2 separate regions of the Macaca mulatta genome follow, and region 2 is linked to region 1. Evidence: chromatin contacts called from public Hi-C data. All regions are on one chromosome and are shown on one strand. The core of a region is the stretch at or near the end of the contact, and the rest is flanking DNA. Distances in the headings are between cores, read along the strand shown.

The links. A called contact is a pair of places that touch in the nucleus more often than the background predicts.
Region 2: a contact with region 1 is called in a Hi-C map of prefrontal cortex, with 6 times the contacts expected there. The contact joins the promoter of BCL6 here to the promoter of TPRG1 in region 1. A contact is called at or near these places in 10 of 14 Hi-C or Micro-C datasets (CD4 T cells, blood, fetal cortex germinal zone and 5 more).

The regions. Positions count from the first base shown.
Region 1 is chr2:9,686,700-9,691,533 of T2T-MMU8v2.0, forward strand. It overlaps TPRG1 (tumor protein p63 regulated 1), which reads right to left and starts at 2,887. Exons shown (of 12, transcript XM_077991227.1): 1 at 2,490-2,887. LOC144338983 (a long non-coding RNA gene) reads left to right here and starts at 1,902. Exons shown (of 3, transcript XR_013413501.1): 1 at 1,902-2,635.
Region 2 is chr2:10,893,482-10,898,315 of T2T-MMU8v2.0, forward strand. BCL6 (BCL6 transcription repressor) reads left to right here and starts at 2,017. Exons shown (of 10, transcript NM_001261326.2): 1 at 2,017-2,412; 2 at 3,601-3,639; 3 at 4,805-4,834. The coding sequence starts at 4,815.

The sequences.
Region 1 (4,834 bases), core at 1,637-4,136:
TGTACTTGGATAGGGACCCTCAGTGAGGTGACTGTATAATTGATCATCCAAACCCGAAAACTTCAAGGTGAAGGAGGGACCTATTAATAACGAATTATACCAAGACAAAGCCATGAACTGGGATGGCAAAGCAGGATGTATAGTCACCTTAGCCGTCAGTATTGAGATCATCAACAGAGTTTGTATCCACAGAGAAATCTCTATGGCATAAGAGGGATCTAACAAGTACAAAAATAGCATAACCCAATGCTGGCCGGGTGTATTGAGACCGAAGGAGAAAGAAGTGACATCTAAATAGAGGAGTTGGCACTGAAGGTGGGTTTTGAGGGATGCGAAAGGTTTGAATGTATGGCAAAGATAGGCCAAATAGAGGCCATCAAGTTCTGATGAGTTTTATAATTTTTTTAAGACGCCTCAGCCAAGGCCCAGGTGGCAGGAAAGCTGGAGGCGTCCATGGCACACGGCGACCAGGCAGAGTCCATCTGATGTGGCTGCCACAGAAGGAGTGGTCAGATCAAGGAGAAACGAGGCAGGAAGGCTGCTGATGCCAGGCTGGTCTTGGTTCTAATTTCCTAGACGGCACCGGGGTGAGCTATCCTCCTGTCATCAGCGTGGCTGCACAAATCTCCATTCTCCTAATCCTGGACTTTTGTTGAGACTGCTCAGACCGACATCTCGTTTGGCTGCTGCTAGTCTTAGCAGGTTGACTGTCTTCCCTCCAACAAGGAAGGGAGTCTCATTTGAGGAACTGCACAACCTCTTCTGGTTTCTGTACCGGTCACTTTCTCTCTCTAGCCACTGGAGAAGTGGGTTGGAACATTAGGGGAAGTGTCTGTTTGGCAACCTCACAGGGCTAGAAAACTTGAAGAGGGTGGATTTTAGGGGCTACCCCCTTAAGAACATTCAAACGTTTGAATCTTTCTGCTGAGATCACTTATATTCCTATTTTCCAGGAGTACACACAAGGCCAGAGGCACTTTGGACCTCAGGGCTTTCAGAGGGATGAAAGACAAGGCGGTCAGGGAAAGAGTTTCTCATTTGGCCTGTTTTGTGATGTATGTCAGGAAGGTGTTATTGTGGTGAACAATTAAGAAGAAGGGAATTTAAAAGCAGAGAAATGAGTGACTCACCCAAGGTCACATAGCAAGTGACAGAGCTGCGAGCAACTTGAATGCAAATCTCCTGGAGCCAAGCCATGTATTCATGCACCTACCTCAAAGCCTGCTCTCAGAAAGAAGTGGAAGAGGGAAAGGAAGAAGAGAGAAAGAAGAAAGAGGAGGGGGAGGAATAAGAGGGAGAGAAGCAGAGGAGGAGAGAGACTGCAGAGCCCGTGACTGTAGGTGAAGGGCCTGGGACCTTCTCCTTTCACCCCTGCTCACCCCGACTCCCTTAACTCCTCCTGGACCCAAGAAAATGGGTCCAAGTCTGTGCGGTAGGGAAGGGCTGCTGGGTAACTTCTTTACTGAGGCGCAAGCATGGCCCTGCGGGGTTGCTGAGCCTTTCAAAGGCCACTTGTAAACTCTGATGCGGCGCAGAAGCTGGCCCGGAGGGGCTGGGGCCCGGGCCAGGAGGAGAGGACGGGCCTGCCTTTGGTGCCTAGAAATCAAAGCAGCCAACCTTGGGCTTTTTCTTCCCCCTCACACTGAGGCACTTTTATTGGCGAGATGAAGGGAGGCAGAGCGGGCCTTACAGTCCTCGCTTTGCTTTTGGAGGTTAATGACCCAGTTAGCAGCTCTTGGCTGCGTTTCCGACATTTTGCAGACATCAAGCCCCGCGTCTCTGCCAAGTACATTCTGTTCCCTGGAGCACATCCAGTGCATCTCAGATTACTATGTAATGCGACAAAGAGGGAGAGGTGGCTGGGAGGGGCATCGGGGAGCGGGGCGGGGAGGGGAGAGGGCGGGATGCAGGAGCGTGCGGGGAGGAGAGGAGGATGCCACTCTAAATATAGCTGCCCTCCTGGAATGCGTCTTTCAAGGTGCTTATTTACTGCACAAGAGTGATCCCAAAGTGAGGGTACGATTGGGCCCTGTCGTCCAGGAATCCTGGAGCGCCGAGAGCGAAGCCCAGGACCAGGGCGAGGACAGAGAGTGGGGGTGGGGAGGAGGCTGCAGGAGGCTCCTGGCTGGGAAGGGCGGGGAAGGTGGAATTCGAAGGGGGCGGGGCTAGGAGGTGGTGGCCCCGCCCACAAGGCCGCCGCCCCGCTTTGCAGCTCCAGCCTGAGCTGCAGCCTGCGCGCTAATTATAGACGTGAATGGAAAGCGGCCGCTTTTGAATGATCGCGTTGCTGGAGCTGCCGTTGGAAGCTTAGAAGCAGGTGCTACCGTGCTAGATACAAAGCGATCTATTTAAAAGTCCTGTGTCACGCACGCACCCTTACTGACGAATCCTCTGGCTCTCTCCTACCACCGCCCGGTGGCGGATTCCGGAATTGGTTCAAAAGGCCTTGATCCCGAAGACCCAGGACAGAGACAGAGGACATTTCCTACCTCTTTCGCCTGCATCCTTAGAAAACTCCCGAGGATGAGAAGATCCCCAGACCTTTACAAGCTGTTGTTTTACAAACGGAGAAACTGAGGCAGGGAGAGGCGCTGGATGTGCACCAAAGCACGTGGTGCGTCAGTGCACAGCTGAGGTAAAGTTCTGGTCTCCTGACAGCCTCTCCATTTGCCTTACCGGATTGGAACTTAAAGCAAGTCTCACTTTAACGCTGTTAATTTCCAGGCACGGATCTTTAGCCAATGAGCATCCTCCTCCTTTCCTGGTTCAGCGCCTACTCCCTCCAGTCGCCACCCCCACCCCACTCCCACAAGGAAAACTTGCTAATGCTGGCTGATTCTCATTGCTAGGTTTACTAGTTCAGGCCTGGAAACTGGGTAACCTCAATAACTATGACCATTTCAGTATGTGTGAGTCAATCTGATGTGCCCTCCGTCAGCATAATCCTGTCACGAGGAAAGACGCAGGGGGCAAAACCTAGACGTTTCTTTCGCATCAGCATGTTGGCTGCACCTAGTGCTCACAGCCAAGAGTGTTAAAGCACATGATGACCTAATCCAGTTCATACGAGTACAGTGAAAATCCTTATGCCCATTTTATGGAATCCCTGCAGAAATGGAGTTTTGGAGGGAGGAAGTGACTTGCTCACAGTCATCTGCTGATGAGTGGTCTACTTGGGAACCAAAACCAAGTTCTCCACTCTCGATGTGGGCTATGTCCAGTATTCATGCTTTGGCCTGCAAGGGGGAGAAGAAATCCACTTAGTAATAGAGAGGGATAACTCTCCAGTCCCTCGGACACCTGGCGTGTCCTGAGTATCTCCACTCTGACCATTGGCCTTTTCTCCCTGCGGGTCTGGGGCCACTCCCACGCTAATCCATGGCATTAAACTGGGCATGGAGAGCTGCTGTCTTCTCTAGAAACCGAAATCTTCAAGTCCAGTATCTACATCCATTACCACCTGGACCCATCTATGTCTCCTTACCTTTGCTGACTGCTTTGGACTTAACTCTGCCTGTGTCTCTCTTGGCTATTCCTGTAACCTCAAGATCTCCACCAGGGCAGATGGATAAAGAGGCAGCATCCAGTAACATGCTGAAAAAAGAAGGGAGAGGGAATAGGTGTGGATGATAGAATATTTTAGTTGTTTTTTATTTACTTCTTGAAAGCAGAAACTGTATCTTAGTCTTTGTAAGTCCTCCTTCTTCCCAACATATACAAGGTCCAGCCCAATGCACCGAGCATAGCAGACACCCAGAAATGTTAAAGAATCATAAAACTTTCACATGGCTGTGGAAAATTGTATATAGCTAGGTTGGTCATAGTCATGTTTCTCTGATAACATAGATAGGTAGCTTAGAGCATGGACTTTGTGCCTACAAGCCCATGTTTTGCATGAACTAGTTATACAATACTGACAAATTACTTAAGTTTTCTAGGTCTCAGTTTTCTCATCTGTAAAATGGGCATAAGTGTACCTCAAAGAAGCAGTGCTGAGCAGTACTGGTAGTGCTGAGCCAGGAAAAAAGAAAAATGTTCATATGTGGTTTTTTTCTACAATCGGGCTACTTAATTTGGAATCTGAATTCAACTATGAGCCTAGCACAATGACTAGTGTCAGCACTCAGTAGTTCTTCTCACACAGCGTTGTTCTAGGAATTAAGTTGGATAATATATATGAACACTCCTTGTACAGCGATATAAGATTGTTCACATACTTTATTATTAATAAAGTTGCCCCAGGTTACACAGCTAACATATAGTGGCCCTGGGATTTAAATCCAGATATGCTCCTGTCTCTGTCCTAGGTCTCCAGGCTCAAGTGCATAACAATAGTCATCATTACTGAGCACTGATTCAATAATATCGTTGTGCGTTAACTGTGCCTGCTTCTATGTGACATGCAGAAAAAATAGACATGCCATTAGGTTGGAAATAAGTAGGTAAGGGCCTAGGACAGATACACAAGTAACTATGTAATACCAGTCAGTGGATGATGAGTGCTCTGATTAGCACAATAAACCAAATGCCATGGGCACCAGGGAAGAACAAGCAGATACTCCCCGAGGTGGGGAGAAGAGTTCAGGATGGCTGCAGTGAGGGTAAAGGAGCATGAACAGACCCTGGAAGAACTGGTAGCATTTGGACAAGTGGGGGTAGAGGTGAGGGAAGTTCCTGATAAAGGGATCAGCAAGAGCAAAGACCCAAACGCAGGAAAAGAGAGGGAGGATTTAGAGAACATAAGCTTGCCAGCATTCAGAGAACATAGTGCCGGCAGAGAGTGAGCAGGGCAGAATGAGAAAGCACACCGGGAGCTCAGCAAGGAGACCAGGTG
Region 2 (4,834 bases), core at 767-3,266, 1.2 Mb after region 1:
CTCTGCCGAGTCCAAGCAGTGTCTCTACGGTTTCGGGGAAATCGGTTTCGAAAATCCTTACAGCTTGGCAGCTCCTATTCTAAAGACTTTGGGCGGAAACCAAGGGGAGCTGGGTTCCCGTTCTTGCCAACGTAGGCGGAAGGGGCTTTCGATTTAGTTTTTCTCCAACCTTGCCAGGGGCGCCTATGATGGAGACCCTCAGCCCCTAGGGACTCCATCTTTTTGACCTTGAAGTCTAGCCCAAACATTCCCCTAAAGAAACATTCCCCTAAAGAAAGGCGGTGAGGGAGAATGGAAGGCAAAAAGAGGGAAACAAGCAAATAAACTTCGGAATCGGACAACTTAAAGTCTCGATATGAGCCTCGGATTGTATTCGAACTCCTGGGTTCTAGACCCAGCTCTGCTACTAACTTGTCTGACCTTCCCTATTTATAAATGGTTGCGGGTGAGAGGTTGGACTAGGTGAACTCTGAGAGCCCTGCACTCGGCGCGGACGAGGGATTTAGGGGAAAGTGTGCTGTATTCCCCGCGAGCCTTCCCCGGCGGCCCCGCCTCCCCGGGTGAATCCCCGGCGGCCGGCACAGCGCAGGCAGCGATCCTGGCGGCTGCCCGGGCCCGGCAGCTTCCTGGAAAGTTACTTCTTGTTGGAGCCGGCGATAGGCAAAGTGTGTTCTGTGAAATCCGCAGAGCCGAGATTGACTACGTTCCGGGAATGAGAGGGCTGTGCCATTCCCCTCATTGCCCGCTGCCTTGACGGCGTAACAGGGAAAAAAAAAAAAAAGGCATACACACAATGTTAGCTACCGAGGTGCACGAAAGGTTTTATTTGAATGTAACTAAATTTAGGGCCGCCACGGTCATACCACAAAGCCTCCATCGCGCCTTGCGGGGGGTTTCGAGGTGGATCGCCCAGGGGCGGGCAGTCCCTGGAAGACAGGTACGGAGTCGTCGGGGTGGGGTAGCGAGGTCTGCCTAGGCTTGCCCCGGCGCGCAAGGCTGGTGTTTGTGCTCTTATGTGTGAGCGAGAAAATGGGGCTTCCTGGTGCCAGCCCAGGGGAGGAGGAAGGAAAAGGATGGGGTCTTTTGTATTGGCTCGCTCTCTGGCTCTTAACCTCGCCTCTCGCTCTTATTTTCTCTCTCTCTCTCTCTCTCTCTCTCGCTCTCTCTCTCTCTCTCTCTCTCTCTCTCTCGTTTCTGCTGTCTTCTCTCTGTTTGCTTTTTTTTTTTTTTTTTGGTTCCTGTTTTCTTCTTCAATGGAAAGTTCTTTTAAAGGATCTGCCTTCTCAAGGAGCCTAGTTGGCTATGCACAAGGAAAGCGCCAAAGGAGCTAAAGGGAGGAAGGGAGGAGAAAACATGTAACTCTACCGTGGTGGTTACTGACCCAGCGCGGGTGCGGGTTGATTGGGATGGGAAGTCCAGGTCTGGGGGCAGCCAGCAAGTGGCAGTTTCTCATTGACAGCCCTGCTCCTTGGAGATTGTTTTTGTGGGTAGTCTTTTGTGTGGCATTAGTGGAATGGCTGAATCTAGGAGATGAGTCATGTCCAGAACTTGCTGGAAATTGGCTTTGAGATTTGGAGCAAGGCTTCTCACCTGGGGCCTCAGTTCCCTCCCTAATAAAGCAGGGCTGTTATAAGGATAAGATGTAATCCTGAGGGGTGGGAAAGGACTAAGGGCTCGGTAAAAGTACAAACCAAGTACTGGTGGTGCTTCCACACCTGCGGCATTTGGTGACAACACTGCCCACACTCAACCCACACACTCAGGAGTTGGGGGGTGGGGCTCTTAAGAAGAGTTGGCTTACAAAGGAGTGAAACTGTGCCTTGTGTATGTACATTTGTTTTTGGCCAGGCAGAGGCTTAGGGTGAAAAGCCCAAGGCCTAGCTGACAGTGGACACAGGAGAATTTGTTTGTTTCAGTCCGCATCTGGAGTGAGTCATTGCCACTTGTTATGGTGAAATGGCAAATCTGGGCTTCCTGTGGTTCCAGAAGCCTGCGACTGGAAATCCACAAGCAAGCTGGTGGTTGAAGCTGGTTAAAGAACAGCCTAGGTATTCCAGAAGTGTTTGAGGATCCCTTCCATGAGGGAAGAGAGGAAAGTTTACATGTAAACCTCCCGTGTGTCCTCAGCTTTCTTTTGCAAAGGAGAAAATCCTTGACGTTTGGTAAAGGCCGAGTTAGTCTATCTCTCTTTGCCTATCTCGAGTTGGGCTGGGGAGAAGAGGAGATAGGTTCTTTTGTCTTTTTCTGTCCTCTCCCTTCCCCACTTCCTTCCCTCCAGTCCTCACTCGCTCACATGCACACACTAACCTTGGAGCCGATGGGATTGAGTGACTGGCACTTGGGACCACAGAGAAATGTCAGAGTGTTTGGTTACAGACTCAAGGAAACCTCTCATTTTAGAGTGCTCATTTGGTAAGACTCAGCAGCCTGGAATGGGGCAAAGTGTTTGTGTGGGGGAAGGAACTTAAAAATGAGATTCACCCACATCAGGGTGCTGTCTTGCATGTTCTACAGCACGTAGGCTGATTTGGAAAGGGGACAGGAATTGGAGCCAGAAGACCTAGGGCCAGGTCACCAACCATCTACATGGCCCAACATGACCTTGCTGGCCTCAGGCCCGTTTACCCGGAAAATAGCTCTAAAAGGTTCTGCTTTTTTTTTTTTTTTTTCTTTTTACAGGAGGAAAGACAGTTTGAATATTGTTTTGTTTTGCAGCCCGCATTTGATCATAAATGAGGGTCTCACACCTATGCTTTTAATGATTTTGTTTTAGAGAAGCCAGTTTGAAAGGAGGTACATATTTCATTAAATCTCTTTAAGGTTTAGTGCTCCCTGACCAGTTCTCAGCTAAATCACATAGTTAAGTCTTTTACCAGCAGGGAGAAGCACAAACTTGGAAGCAATAGCATTCTGTCTGGTCTTAGACCCAGTAGGGAAGGGAGAGAAAACTTTGAAAAACAAGACAAAGGTTTTCAAGGAATACGTAGACATGACGTCTCAGGCTGTGTTCTGCAGAGCTATATTCAGTCTTAATATTTCAGATAGGCAGGAAATACTGCCTAGCTGTTTGCCTTGAGCAAGCCACTTGAACCCTTAAATCTCAGTTTCATTGCCAGTGAAATAAGGATAAAGATATTGGCCCTATCGTCCTCGTGGAATCATTCTAAGACTTGAAAGATAATATTGTAGCAGGTTTTGAATGACGTCCAGTATATTTAGGCCACAGACGGATCATTATTGTTAATGTTGACAGAACCATTTTTCTTGTTTTTTATTTCCCATAAACTCAAGTGGCCTTTGGATGGTATACATTTTTTCTTTGAAGAAGGAAATGTATGTATGTATGTATAACTAATTAATGTATGCAATTGTACTCCCAGTACTCAGGATAAAAACATTATTATCTCATAGCTTCGGGTGCCTGTTGTTTTCGTAAGAGCAGAGTTGGAAAATGTTTGTTAGCTTGTGGTAAAACCACACCAGCTGGCAAGCTGCAACTATCAAAGCAAAACTAAATGTGTATGTCCTAAAATAAGACTATAGTGGACAATCTTACATTCGTTAAATCAATTTCTGTTTGCTTTCTTCTCTTCTCTGCAGGTTTTGAGCAAAATTTTGGACTGTGAAGCAAGGCATTGGGTAAGTAAATAAAATTATATGCTTCCAAATGTTGGGACAAACTGTTTCTTTTGAATTTGCCAATACATGTGTTTCTGTGAACTTTGCTACTGTTCATTATATGAGACAAGGATAACCAGTTCCCTCTACATCACTCCTAGTCCTCATCCTTCACCTCTGTATTAGACTGTCTTAACACTTGCATGGTCAATCATTCTGTTACTCTTTCTTTGTACAAACTAATTTAGCCAGCTACTGTGCACCAACAATATGCTAGCTCCTCAAGGTACGAAAGTCAGACAACTCTAAAGCCTAACAGTAGAGAGAGACCAATGGTGACTGAGATGATGAAATAAGATACTTAAGAGAATAGCTGTGAGTTTTGAGAACCTCCTATGAACAAAGAATGTATTTCCAACTTTTATAACCACATAGGTATTACTACTTCCATTTGGGGAAACCAGAGCCCAAAACCAGTAAACAACCTGCTTAAAGTCCCACAGCTAACAAAAGGCAAGTCTAGCCTGATAATCTTAAAACACAGTGTCTCGACCGGGTGCGGCGGCTCATGCCTGTAATCCCAGCACTTTGGGAGGCCGAGTTGGGTGGATCATGAGGTCAAGAGTTTGAGACCAGCCTGGCTAATATAGTGAAACACCATCTATACTAAAAATACGAAAAAATTAGCTGGGCGTGGTGGCAGGCACCTGTAATCCCAGCTACTCAGGAGACTGAGGCAGGAGAATCGCTTGAATCTGGGAAGGCGGAGGTTGCAGTGAGCTGAGATTGCGCTATTGCACTTCAGCCTGGGTGACAGTGTGAGACTCCATCTCAAAAAGAAAAAAAAAGCAAAAAATCCAGTGTCTCTCCATTGCCACATACTCACTGCCTCTCAGTGCTTGGCAGAGTATTTGGTATGTGGGAAAAACACTCAACAAACATTCATTCCCTTTGCTTTTCCCCTAACGGACTTTCTATCCCAGCTTGCTGGATAAAAGTTATTTTCCCCATTTTGAAACTGTGAAGAATAATGGCCAGAGTTGGGCTATGAATTGTTCAAAGATCAAACACAAGGGACCTGAGTTGCATTCCGTACCTTAGCAGGCTGAGCCACCTGCTCTGATACCCATGGCAAGCAGGAAACAGGTTCTGGAGGACTAACAGGATTTTGGCTTCTTTTTTCAAGTGAAGACAAAATGGCCTCGCCGGCTGACAG